2 separate regions of the Mus musculus genome follow, and region 1 is linked to region 2. A link is a contact called in public Hi-C data. All regions are on one chromosome and are shown on one strand. The core of a region is the stretch at or near the end of the contact, and the rest is flanking DNA. Distances in the headings are between cores, read along the strand shown.

Evidence for each region. Hi-C and Micro-C count contacts between places; a contact is called where the count stands out from the background.
Region 1: a Hi-C map of forebrain shows a contact between it and region 2, with 4 times the contacts expected there. The contact joins the promoter of A630019I02Rik here to the enhancer-like site in region 2. A contact is called at or near these places in 2 of 39 promoter capture datasets (the C10 cell line and hippocampal neurons), 2 of 15 datasets of contacts at CTCF or cohesin (large pre-B cells and pro-B cells), 3 of 484 Hi-C or Micro-C datasets (the C10 cell line, cumulus cells and forebrain) and 4 of 115 datasets of contacts at active chromatin or transcription factors (fibro-adipogenic progenitors, microglia, neural progenitor cells and 1 more).

The regions. Positions count from the first base shown.
Region 1 is chr13:93,089,700-93,096,239 of GRCm38.p6, forward strand. It overlaps A630019I02Rik (RIKEN cDNA A630019I02 gene), which reads left to right and starts at 5,134. Exons shown (of 4, transcript NR_046182.1): 1 at 5,134-5,464; 2 at 6,015-6,040; 3 at 6,156-6,352. It overlaps Cmya5 (cardiomyopathy associated 5), which reads right to left. Exons shown (of 13, transcript NM_023821.3): 2 at 1-6,540.
Region 2 is chr13:92,748,716-92,755,218 of GRCm38.p6, forward strand. Thbs4 (thrombospondin 4) reads right to left here. Exons shown (of 22, transcript NM_011582.3): 19 at 6,374-6,503; 20 at 5,553-5,725; 21 at 3,639-3,778; 22 at 2,871-3,097. The coding sequence ends at 3,036. Among named protein-coding and RNA genes, the nearest start is that of Thbs4, 43 kb to the right of the region's middle. Within about 2 kb of position 3,221, at least 55 of the 459 cell types and tissues checked have an H3K27ac peak or open chromatin away from gene starts, as enhancers often do. A contact at or near this core is called in forebrain, hippocampal neurons and neural progenitor cells, where this site is marked.

The sequences.
Region 1 (6,540 bases), core at 3,884-6,383, 340 kb after region 2:
GTGTCCTGGAATGGAACTGCATAGCTCATCTTCTGGGTGACTGCTCTGACTTGCTCTGTAATGGGAGCTTTCTGCTGCATTGCCGCCTCATCAAGGGTCTCCATGTGGCCTGTGGGTTCTCCTTCCCGGCCAACAACTTTGTGCTGTTCTTCCAGATTTTTCTCCCAAAAACTAGTTTCAGGCTTTCTCCTGATCTCTCTTTCTGCAACTCTCAGTTGCTGTGAATCCTCTTCACCAACTGGCTTTTCTTCCAGGCCTTGGCCTTGATCTTCTTGAGTTACAGTTTCGTCATGAAGAATGTCGTCTTTGAGTATGTACTTCTCAAAATACATACCTGGTCCATCATCAGTGTCAGAATGTCGCCTTGGGAATGATGTCTCAGAGTCCACACTGTCACCTTCTGAAGCTGTTTCGCCTTCATTTTTCTCCCCACCCGCCCCTTCATACAGATCCTTATAGAAGAAGGAAAGTGCTGGGGGCTCCTCTAGCAGCTCAGGGTTGACAGCCTTGGGGGTGGTGGGAAATATTTGTCTTTTTGATAGAACTCCTTCCTCCACATCAAATAAAGGCATCCCAGGAGACCTGGAGTCCACATCTCTACTGATACCCTTTGGAGCATTTCTGTCATCTGGTTTTTGGATAGCCAAAGACTTTTGCATCTCTGCATGAGATAATTTGCTATCATCCTTTTCTGGCCCATAAAAGCTCTCGTCTAACTTTACTAAGTTATATTCATGGTCTAGGGCCTGTTCAGCTGAACTTTCTGGGAAAGAAGTCAGTGTTTTGGTGGCTTCCTCTGAAGATTCCTCAACAGTTGATTTCTGTTTTCCTGAGCCTGGGGAGAGGTTATAATCAATCAAAGTATATTTTTCAAAATAATCCTCTTCACCAGAAACTGTGGGTTGGATAGGTGTGAAATCACCCATTCCTGAGTCTGTGGCTATCTCCTCCTTTGTCTTATGAGTTTCCTTTGTCTCATTTTCCTTCAGTGATGTAATTTTCCTATCAGGAACTTCTAACTTGCTCTTCTGCGTTTTATGGGAAGCAGCTGCCTTCTTCTCATCATGAACAGATATGCTTTTAAATGAAGCTTTCTCTTCCAAATACTGTAACTTATCTTGCATTTGTTCACTTTCTTCCTGATCCACTGAAGGGATGAAGGCAGGGGCATGGATATTCAATATCTCGCAGCCTTCAGAAATGATGCTAAAGGCACTCTTCTGATCTTCTGAAAGGCCAGCTGGCTTGCTGGTTACTGAAAATTCTTCATCTTTCACAGAGGTGCCTTCAGGCTCCTGGGCTGTGCCTCCCATAGGAGGAACTCCATCAGCACTGATCTCTGATGCACTAAGCATAAACTGAGTATAGTTACTTGCTGCTGAAGAGGGCGGTTCGTTTCTGTGCACATCTTCCACAGCTTCCAAGTGATGCTTTGAAATAAGAACAGACTGTTTCAGCATCTCTTCCGTGTAGTCTTTAGATGTCTGGAAAGTGTGGACTGTGGGCCTGTCTGACCATGTTTCTTGTTTCTTCACTGTATGTTCTACAGAAGTTCCTAAAACAAGAGTTTGTGGTTCTACAGCTGACGGCTGAGTTGGCGGCGTTCCTAAATGCTTTGTTTCATCAGTCATGTCTGATACCCTAGCAGCATCCTTAGATAGGGGTCTTGGCTGCACACTTCCATCTTCCGCAGCCACTGAAGCACCAAGGGACAACTCGGGCATCACGAACCGCCTCCTTTCCTCTTTGAGATCCACTCTACTCTCACCTGACTTTTCCAACTCCAGATTTCCTTCCTGAGTAAGAGAATGGCCATCCGTTTCCTCTCCATGGGGAGACTCCACACGGGAAACCTTGGTTTTCTCTACTAAAGTTTTACCTTCTTCCTGGGGATGTGGTTGGGTTTCTGCTGCCTTTCTCTCCCTAATTTCTGGGTATACCTCTGTGACTATATGTTCTGGTTTTTCAACAACTGGTGTTGGTTTAGCCAGCAAATGTGGTTGAGCCTTATCCAAAGAAACAGCTGATGCTCCAGGCACAGGCATGGCTGCAGGGGGGTATTCTTGCTTCTCTCCTTCTGAAAATACCCATTCCTGCACTTCCTTTTCTCTCCTATCCAAAGCAAGAGTCTTGCTGGGTTTTTCCATGAGCTTTTCAGTTGGAGAGATGCGCTGTTCAAGCCTCTCAGCAGCTTTTGATTCTTCCAATTTGAAAGGTCGAGATTCCGGCATCCTTTGCAACTCTCCTACTGCTTCATTTTCCCTGAGTTCCAAGGGAGCCATGATTTCTTGCTTCTCTGCCAGGCCCCTCTTCCCTGCCAAGGAAAATGATCTAGTTTCCCAGCCATCCTTCTCCTCTGTTGGACGTTCCACTTCCTCTTCACAATGTTCCAAAGAAGTGGGTTTTGGCATTTCTTGTCTAAGTCTGTCTTCACCAAGATCACTTAAACTGCCTTTTGATTCCACTGGCAGAATCATTGATGCTGGTTCCTCTGAGTTCATCCTTGTGAAGGCGGACTGGGCTGATTTGGGCTTCTGTGGCATTCTATCTACTACGTCAGATGACGAGAGCCATGTTTCCTTGTGATCACTGCTTGGCTCTTCCTTACGTGCAGAAATATTCCACATAGACGGAGAAGAGACCTCTGGCTTCTGGCGTCTTTGGCTCTCAGTAATATGAAGAGGAGCCATGTTTTGGGCTTCTTCCATACCCACTTTCTCACCCATAGGGGAACAAGGATGAATTCCAGGATGTTTGTCACCAACTGAAGTAGCTAAGCTTTCGCCCATTCCTTCTGAGAAGCCTGGCAGTTCCTTCTGCCCATAGTTTTCAGAGTTAGACTTAGGTTGCTTTAAAACGTCTTCGTTTGATAAAAATGTGAGTTTTTCTTTAAGGTCTTGACTTATGCTGGATTTAACTGAAACGCCTTTGGGCTCCTCGGCCAGTTTAACTGTGACCTCAGGTAATGAATGAACCGCTGGCTTCTCGGCTATATTAACCTCAGCAGGAACTGTACCTTTAGGCTCTATGGCAGGTACTGCTTTCTCTACAGAGGGACCTGGACGAGTTTCTAGATCTTCGTTGTCAGAGACCTTACTATCTGGAATGCTTGATCCAAACAATAAACTAGACATCCATGATTTAAAAGATGAAATGCCTTTCTTTCCCTTCTCTGCAGGAAGACCTTGCTCAGTGACGAGTGACTTCTCAGATGGCTTTTGTGTCACCTCTGGGGTCTCTGGAGGTTGAGGTGTGGCTTTTGCTTTCACAGCAGGGACAGATTTACTTTGGGTGAGTACTTCCACGTTGCCAGAGGCTAGCTTTCTCCCTTCCTCAGAATCATCTACAGCCTTTGACTGAACCCTTCTGGGTTCCTGAGATAGCTTCTCACCAGACACTGGTGCTTTGCTTGTTTCTTGGTTTCTGGTTTCAGATGTGTGATCTGTATCCAGTGGAGCAGCCCCAAGTTTCTCTGACATCAGATCAGTGCTCTCAGAGGACTCCAGCTGCCCAGTTCCTGGTTTTCTATCTTCATGCTGATTGACTAAGCCATCTGGCTTTTCCAGCATCCAGGTGTTGTCCTTTGGAGAAATGAGACTCTCTTTCACTTTTGATCCTGTAACACTGGCACGCTCAGTTGTCACAAATGGCTTGGGTTGCTCCAAATTCTCCTTCTTCTCTGCCAATTGTTTAACACCCAGCTCTGGCTTATCTGCAGAAGAGCTGCTCTCATCAGGCACCTCAACAGCTTGGCCCTCATGAAGGGTCCGTTTAGGCTCTTTTTGCTCAATGGGGAGGTCAAAAGAAGCAGTCTCTAATGGAGCTGAGGCAGGCACAGGAAGCTTCCTGTTTTCTTCTTGTTCTTTTCCTCTTCTCTGAAGCTCAGCGGGGCCCTTTTCTAAGATAGAAGGCCCTGGTTCCGTTCCGATGGGTTTTACTGGTTCTATACCTAAGGATCTATCTCTATCTCTACTATCAATGAGTTCTGACCCAGCAGTTGGTACTTCTGATAACTGTTTGTGCTTCTCAGGCTCTGGGGGGAGCTTTATAAGCTCTTGCTCTCCTGACAGGAAACTCCCCGGCACTGGAGAAGATGTCTCCTCTGCTTGCCTGTTCATCTCATGTCTGAGGGCCAGTAATGTTGGAGCTAAATCATCTGAAACTACATTTTCAGAATCAGGAGACCTTGTTATCTCCTCGTGTTTGTCATTTGGCACCGTGGGTTTGGATGTGGGTGACACTTGCAATGGAGGTGGCTCGTTGTCTTCTCTCTCTACCTCAACCCCTGAGTTGACAGGAAGTTTGGGTTCAGGCCTTAACACCTCTGAGGTAGACATGCTGGGCAAAGGCAAACCACTGCCTAACTCGCTCTTCCCTACTCCCTTTAAGCCTGGGTGTTCCACAGGGCTGGCAAGAGATGGATCTGTCAGGACTTCATCCCTGCCTAATTTAGTTGAATTTGAATCAAGCTTAGTTACTGGCACTGTGGTGGCAGAAGAGCTGGCTTCTGTGTCTTTCCCCATCTCTTCCATCAATGCTGGAAGTGCAGGTGGTGCAGGTGGACTGTGTTCTGCTCCCCTCTCTCTCCCCGATGAAGCCGCAGGAAGTTCCCTGGTTATTTTGGACTCCTGTTTCACTTCCGTTTTCACTGCAGATAAAACCTTAGGTCCAGAAATAGATGTTTCCTCTGGAGGTGAGTGTGGTTTTGCCACTTCAGGCTCATTCTTTGACAACATTCTCTGTTCTAGTTCAGAAGTCACAGTTGGAGCTAAATTGAGTTTGACATCCGCCTTTGGCTCATCTCCCAAGTCAGACAAAACTGAATATTTCATCCCAGACCCTGGAACATTTGGGAGCCGAGGCTCTGGTGTCTGATCCTGCGATTTGTGTGCTGTCGCTTCTTGAGAATCCAGCACAGCTTTTTCCCTTCCGACTCTGGGCAAAGCCATCTGTTCATCTGCACTTGTTAGAGTGAGAGGTGCTGTGGGCTCCTGCTCTGGCTTAAGCACACAGGTTGACTCGGGTGAAACTGAGGGCTGAGAGGTGGGCAAAACGGATGTGGTTTCTTCCTTTACCACTGATGAGAGTGCAGAAGAGGAAGCTGCTATTGTAACTGCTGGCAGACTACTCTTTGCATCTCTCTTCTCCCATCCACTGGTTGGTGGTGGTACCAAATCTTCAGCCTCAGGCTCCAAAGATGCCTGAGTTTTCTCCTGCTGTGCCAGGATGAGATATTCAGACACAGAGGTTGAAATTGTTGGAACATCTGACATAGTTTCTGCTTGGCCGGTCTTATCTGCCGAAGGTAGCAGGCTCAGATCTTCGAACACAGGCCTACAAGGGGAAGACTCCTCCCGCTCCTGCGATGGCTCAGAATGCTCAGGCACAGGCGTGACCACTGAGGACCCCGCCTCTTCTTCATCTGCCTCTGAGAAGTAGGGATAGTCTGGAGCAGACCTCCTAGGTAGTAATTCGTCTGGCTCGACCTTGTTTTGCTCTGTTTCTGCGATTCGGTATGGTGGGATTGACACCTGTGATGCTGAATCCGGAGAAAAGAGGTCAGCCTCTTCCGTGTCCTCATCAGACAGAACAGTCTGCTCAGAGGGGGACGTTAAGCACAGTGGAGAATCCCGCCCCAGCTCTCTCTTCTCTAGTTCCTGAGTCGGATAGGGTGAGAATGAGAATTCTGACGCAAATGCAGAATCAGGGGAAAGGGGCCCAATATTGTCCTCTTCCTGCCCTTGCTCTGATAGACCTGTGGGTGAGGAGGCACCCTTTAGAAGCAGAGGAGATGTGTGGCCAAGCTCTGGTGTGGAAGAGAATGAGCCCCGCTGCTGGTCTCTGCTCCCTTCTTCTGATTGGACCACTTGTTCGGATGAGATGGCCCAGGGAGGTGGGGCATGGCTTTCAGAAAGCAGCTCAGTGGTTTGTGGGGGGAGAGCGCATTCCACTGCAGAGACCTCATTGGATGAAGATAGCCCAACTCCAATGGCTTCCTTTTCTTCTTCTAACAGGGTTGCAGGATCAGAAAGGCCTCTTGGTTTGAATTGGGGCATGTCATCTATTGTTTTTTGGGGGGATTCCCGTGTTGCATTTTGTGAAACCGAGGGTTTAAATGGCAGCTTTGAATCTGATGCGAAACTTCCACTTCCTAGACTCTCATCTTCCGATAGAACTGCCTGGCTCAGTGCTGCTGGGGGAAGTAGCCCAATATCTTCTTTCTCATCTTCTGCCTGAATGATGGGCTCAGAAACACGTTGGGACTTTAATGGGAGCTTGTGGTCACCTGTTTTCAACAGCAACTCTTGCGCATGTGCTGGAACAGAATACTCAGCCGCAGATTCAGATTCTGGTGAGTGACACACGCTCTCTGAGGCCTCATCTCCAGACAGGACTGGTGAAACTGTTGAAAAGAGTGGGGACTGGATGGCAGATGTCTTCTCAGTGGTGGATGGAGAAAGAGACTGCTCAGATACAGAGGTCATAGCTGGGGAATAAGACTCACGTTCCTCGTCGTCCTCTGAAAAGACTGCAGGTTCA
Region 2 (6,503 bases), core at 1,971-4,470:
AGTTTCAAATGACCTTAGGATAAGCATTCTACTGCCACCTGAAAAAGAACTTAGGCTCAAGAGAAAAGCATTAGTCTATACATGAGGTGTTCATCATTATGAGAGTAGGACAGACAGGCAGAGGAGATGGGGCAACCAATGGCTAGAGGCTGATGCAACTGTGGGCTGTGCTACGTGGGGCATCAGGTGACTAAGGTGACCACTAATTGACCTTTGCTTCACGACAATGACATCTCCGTGACATTAACCTGACAGGATTGTCTGTCCACCATGCATTGGATGACACACATAAGGGAAGGTAAAAAGAATGAAATCTATTCTAGAAAAAGCCAGTGTTGCTAGGACCCCACATGTGGCTCCAAACGGAACCTCTCCTCCTCTCAGTTCATGGTACCAGCCACTTGGCTCCCAAGATGCCTTACTTCAGGGTCAGGTATTTTAAACTCTGTTTACTTGTTTACTTATTTACACTAATTAGCTGCTTCCTTCCCTGTTAGCTTTCTAATCTGGACCATAAAATGATGCTCGATGGAATTTAAATAATAGTGACTACCTCCTGTGCCTCTGACATCATCCTTAACTCTGGAGCCCACCTGAATAGTGAAGAAACAGACACTCACTTCTGTTTGTGAAACACAGGCTGGTGCCCTGGGTGGGGAAGGAAGGGTCTCCTATCCTGATCAGGCAGGGGCAGAATGCCTATGACTCCTTTTCTTTGCCTCCTCCTGTACCCTGGGTGATACTCTCCCCTATATCCTCTGTGATTTCACCCAGGCATGGGCTTTCCTCACAGCGATGTCTCCTCCACCCTAAGCATTGGAAGCAATCAGGACAGGACAAACATTGGAATGACTTCACATAGTGAGTGATTGTGTCTGCTTCAACTCCGGGACCATTCATATCAAGTTGGATTTACAGGATCTCTTAGAGAAAGAGCTAGAACTGACCGGAAAACCTCCTCCCTGTCTGTTAGCCTTCACAGTGTTATGCAGGCTTCTCAAGAGAGAAAAGATGTCCATGGTCTTCCCTAGTAGTGGCCCCAACATGCAAAATGTTTGTACTGGTGCAACAGGATATGAAGGTTATGGGGGGCAAAGATCTGCTTTCTAATTGGATGATGGGAGGCCCGCCGCACAGGAGGGAATTCACGTCCGGTATTGTAAACCTGGTCAAGAGCTTGGGAGATGACAGGATCTAGAGGAAACCTATTGTTGTTTCAATACGTTGACATGTTGACAATCTGCCTTCTAAGCATTTATAGACTGGCACTGTTGTCAACCCTGACCAGGGATGCTCCAGCTGAAGTGGAAGCAGAGGAGCCTCAACCCTTCAAAGCCCCGAGATTGACTGTCCGAGTGTTCAGCTCTCAGTGAGACACCTATATCAATCCCACCAAGGCAGAGGGAACATCACACAAGAGGGGACAGGAAGAAGGTGAGATCTGAAGGATGCTGCAAAGATTAAACCTAGACTCCCTAGATCTGATCAGACAACACGCCTGCCTAGTGGATGACAGTATTTTGTGTACATGCTTTGATAGGCTTCAGTGATAAGAAGTATTTCTCCAGAAGAAGATCTGGAACCTTCCTCACAGTGCCTGGTAAAACACCGAGAGGCCCAGAGCGAGAGCATCCGAATAGCTCTACAGGTACCTGTACTATAGAGTGAAGAATGAGAGTGGTAGAGCTCAGAAGCTACCTTGGTGTTAGCTGTAAAAGAGGGGTGCTTGAAAGGTAACCATTTCCTGTCATTGAGTCCCCCTCCCTGCCCAGGGATTTCGGAATTTAGGAAGGGCTGTAGATGTGTTTCACCCAGAGATTGAGAAGAGTCATTGGCAGCCATGTGAACTCTGAATACTATAGCCATGGTAAAAGTGGGAGGAATGTTTATAATTTATGATACTCTAGGGAATTATGGGAATGAAAAATACATTGCTGAGCTGTGGTTGAGGCTCAGCTGGTTTAGTATGCCTAGAATTCAATACCTAGCAGGACACGAAACCAGGTATGATGCATACCTTTAAACCTAGTATGAAGAAGTCGGGGCAGGAGGACCAGAAGCTCACGGTGATCTTTGGTCACACAGAGAGTTTGGGACCAGTCTGGTTTATATGAGAACCCATCTAAAACCATAAAATAATAATAAAATAAATTGCCAAACTTCTTTAGAATTAAATCTCAAGGGGATTTATAAAATTTCTGGGTATCTTGATTGACTACTGGAAAGTATCGGCTAGTACACAGCTGCAGAAAGCTTCTGCCCTGTACACATGGTGACTGGCTCTACTGTCATTGTCACCAGACCCTACATCCCACTGTTTTTGTTACCTCAAAGGCAGCCACTCTCCCTTCACTGCCCAGCGAATGCTTACTGGCTGTTTGCTTCCTGCCTGGTACTGTGGGATCTGAATACAGTGACAGACATAGAATGACAAGATCTGTTTTCTTCCATTTGACTCACAGGACGCTAGGGGGAGCCAAATCCGTAAGTGTCTGTGGAAGGAGGTGACAGAAAGGCTGAGGGAAGGGTGTCAGAAGAACAAGGCAAGCTTAGTTCAGGTTTCTCAGGATGTCACCTCCTCCCGAAGCCTGGGGTGGGGGTGGGGGGCTTCCCTGGAGACTACATTCCAAGAATGAGGAGTCTGTGTGAACAGAAAGCAGGCTTTAGCATGGCACTAAATAGGGTCACCCCAGAAATGACCTTTGGTTTGGCTGTCCGGTTCATACCCGTGCTCCGTGGCACACAGTACATACTCAAGGGGGTGGGGGTGGGGGAATAAAACCAATCTGGTAAGTTTATCAAGGATTCCTCAGAAAACAACACACATCACCAAAGCCTGAGCTTCCATTAGAAACGACTGAGCACCATGGTTATTAGAAATAGTCTCTTCTTTATTTCCACATTCATATAAAAAGTTTTGACGTATTTGGGCTGGTAAAAGAAAAGCCATGATAATATAAAGAGAATTATAGGAAGTTTTAAAAAAGATGTTGCTTTTGGTGTTTGAGAAGGCAGTTGTGGGATTGCTTCTTGGCTCAATTATCCAAGCGGTCGAAACTCTGGGTCTGGAACTCCTGGAAGTCCTCTGGTATGGTGTCTGCAACAAGAATCGGGGTGGTAGTTAGTTAATGAGGATCCTTCCAGGCTGGAATCATGGCCACCACATGCCGCCCAGGCCTCCTGTAGGGGGCGCTGTCAGCTCGCCTGAGACTCCCACAGGCTCGCAGCCATTTTCTACTTCAGGTTGCTTTGTTGCAAATCCTTGGCTTAAAGCCCAGCAGGGCTTATTCATAGGCCTAGGGAAAATTAGCAGGCAGAGTGCCTTTTTAGTCTGTGATTATGTTTGAGTCTAATGAAAAAGAAAGGCTGCCTGTAAATTAAACTGACGGAATTTCTCACCGAACCCCTAACTCTAAAACATGCAGTTAAATTCTATGGGTTTCAATTTTCAGATTTGGGAAGCAGGAAAGCCTGGCTCTGCCTTCCTCTTATGTTATGCAGGGTACATCACCATCACGCACGTGGTGGTGAGGCTTTGGGGCGGGGGGGGGGGGCGGGGTGGGAGGATGCATGTTATAGAAATAAGATTTCTTGGTTGCTCCCCTGTGCTGTTGAGGGGCACTCAGCATGAAGGTTACCGTTGCAGCGGTACTTGAGGTTGGACCAGATGATGTTTTCTTGAGAGAAGCAGAACACACCAAGTCGGCCTCCACGCATGGTGGTGTCTATGGTGACCCCAGAGTCAGCCACCAACTCCGAGCCTTCATAAAAGCGCACCCTGCAGAGAGCACAGGTGTCCACGGTGAGGAACATGGTGCCACTTCCGACTCTTGTACTTACCTCTTTATTCAGACATGTTGTTTTCCACTAACTCTAGTTGGTCCCTCCCCAGTGAGGTTAGAAGTTCCCCAGGACAGGAACCAAGAGTCCACGGCTCCCTAACTTGGTTTTTAACAGGCCCAGCATGGTGTCAGGTGCATAGTTCCTGGATCGGTACTTGCTGGTGAATTAAAACAAAATAGCTTGACATCACGGACAAGTGGTTTTGTGGCTTCACTGTCTTGTGAGTTATTTTCTCTGGATACTGTACCTAGAAGCCCTGCGCTTTCTTCTTTGGTCTAGCTGATTTCACTGGTGGACTCTCAGAGCCTTGATCAGTAGCTTTAGGCAGTTGTGGGGGCAATTTCAGTTGTCATAGTAGCACTGAGGGACAGAAGCCCCTGGATGCCAGCCTTCAATACCCCGGAGTGAGTTAGCCAAAGCTTGCCCTGTGCTCTGTACCCTTGTGGAGTGTCATGGGGAAGGTGAGCTGCGCCTCGCCTCGGAGAGGCAATGGCGTTTTACCCTGAGCATCATTTTCTTTTTTTTTTTTAAGATTTATTTATTATTATATATGAGTACACTGTAGCTGTCTTCAGACACACCAGAAGAGGGCATCAGATCTCATTGCAGATGGTTGTGAGCCACCATGTGGTTGCTGGGATTTGAACTCGGGACCTTTGGAAGAGCAGTCAGTGCTCTTACCCACTGAGCCATCTCTCCAGCCCGAGCATCATTTTCTTCTGCATTGATTTTAAGTTAAACTCCCCAATTAATTCCCCAGGGTAAACCAAGAAGTGCCTGAGCATGCCGTTCTGTTCGAAAATTAAGAGTTGGCTCCTGTATGGGTATTGTCAACACCACTGTAATACTTAATTCTCAGACACACTACTCTGTGTTTAAATGCCACCTTCATGTGAGTCTAGGAATGGTTCCAAGGAGCTATTTCCTTTGGTTGTATAGCAATCAATTCTTATTTCTCTGCAGTTTTAGGGTTCAGATGGACTTTTCTAAAATTATATACTTAGAAGGATCATATTTTTATAGCTCTGATTTCATTTTTGGAACAGAAAAGGCACATTGAGCTCCATCAGGTAAGGGCCTGGCCACACCTGGTCTCCCTGTGTGGTGAACAGAGGCAGGTGACACAAGGGCACAGAGAACAGAGCATGAATCAGCTCTCACTGCCTTATTTTCACTAGATGCATCCGTCTACCTGGTACCTCCCACCCTGGCTAGGAAGCTGCAACCCACATACCCCGGAGCACACCACACACGTGCTGCAAGTCTGGGGCGTGAACCCTGACTGCATTTCAACAAGAGCAGTTGAACACACAAAACAGCAGCAACAGAAACAAAACAGTCCTATAAAGAAGCCGAGGCCATCACACCAGTCCCGGGATGAACAGTTCTCTCTTGCACAGTCCGTGCCAGGCATTGTGATGAACACTAGTGAGACCCAAACCACAGAGGCTGCCCTTGTGGGACTCATGACCCAGTAGCGAGGACAGACTGCAAGGGGGCTCTTTGGTCAGTGTGGACTAGGTTCCATGGGGCCTGGAGGAGTCTCGGGAATGTCTGGGTACCATCTCAGCATCTCGTCTCTGCTGTCCCCTTCATCAGCTCCTCCCTCACACTTCCCTAAGAGCACACCCAAAGCATGGCCCCCCCTGAAGTACCTTAGCTCTGCAGCTTGGTCCTCCCCACCCACGGCAGAAGGGCCCTCAGCCTACCTGATGTAGCCCACCTGGGGCCTATGCTGCAGGAACCAGCGGTAGGAGACCTTGTCCTTCCAGCCCACATTCCTGGAGTCCTTCCACAGCAGCCTGACCTGGTCGCTGGTGTCCCCTGTGTGCCACAGGGAGTTTCGGAGATGTTCCCCTGGGCCAGTTTTAGACTTCACAGCCTGGACAAAGACATGGGCAAAATGTTAGGTCAGGACATACATAGATCCTTTTCTGCTTCAGGTGTCTGAGGTAAACATAGAGGTGGACTCATGTTCATTGCAAGGGTATGTAGTTTCATGCTGGCACAAGCATAAACCTTCAGTGTCATTTCTACTGAGCTGGCCCCAGCCCCGGGGAATTTAGCAGTGGATGGCACTATGCTGCTCACTCTACCTTTTTCCTGATACAAATCTGTCGCTCTGCCTATTTGCCCACTGAGGGATCCCAACGGATGTCTGGCTGTGGAAGTGTGCTTCCTGCCCTAGCAGGAGTGAAAGAAGTAGCCCGTTGTTCCTGTGTAGTCCATCCCTTTGATTGAACACATTGGCTAGCTAGCTTTTAACACGGTCTGCCTCAGGTATGCCTTAAACCTTCTCCGCCTCTTTGACCCCACTCAGCCTGACATTTGCAGTATGAGTCGCATAGGTTGAAAGGTGCAGGCTCAACAGAAGGCAGGCAAGGTTGTCGCTCAAGGCTCCCCAGCCAAGTTTCTCCTTGACTGCACTCGTTTCTCAGATTAACTTAGTGACTTTTAGGGGAACTCTAAACATAAAGGAAGGTGAAGGGTCTAGAAGAAAAGAAGGCATGGGGATTCAAACTGCCATTACCTTGAGCTGAATACCAGGTTCTGCTACTGCACGGAACGGTGTAGCCTGCCAGTATGTCTGCTCCGTTTGCTTCCACATGACTACATAGAAGCTGGAGCTGTCTTGGTAACCAAAAATAAAGCCAGCATAG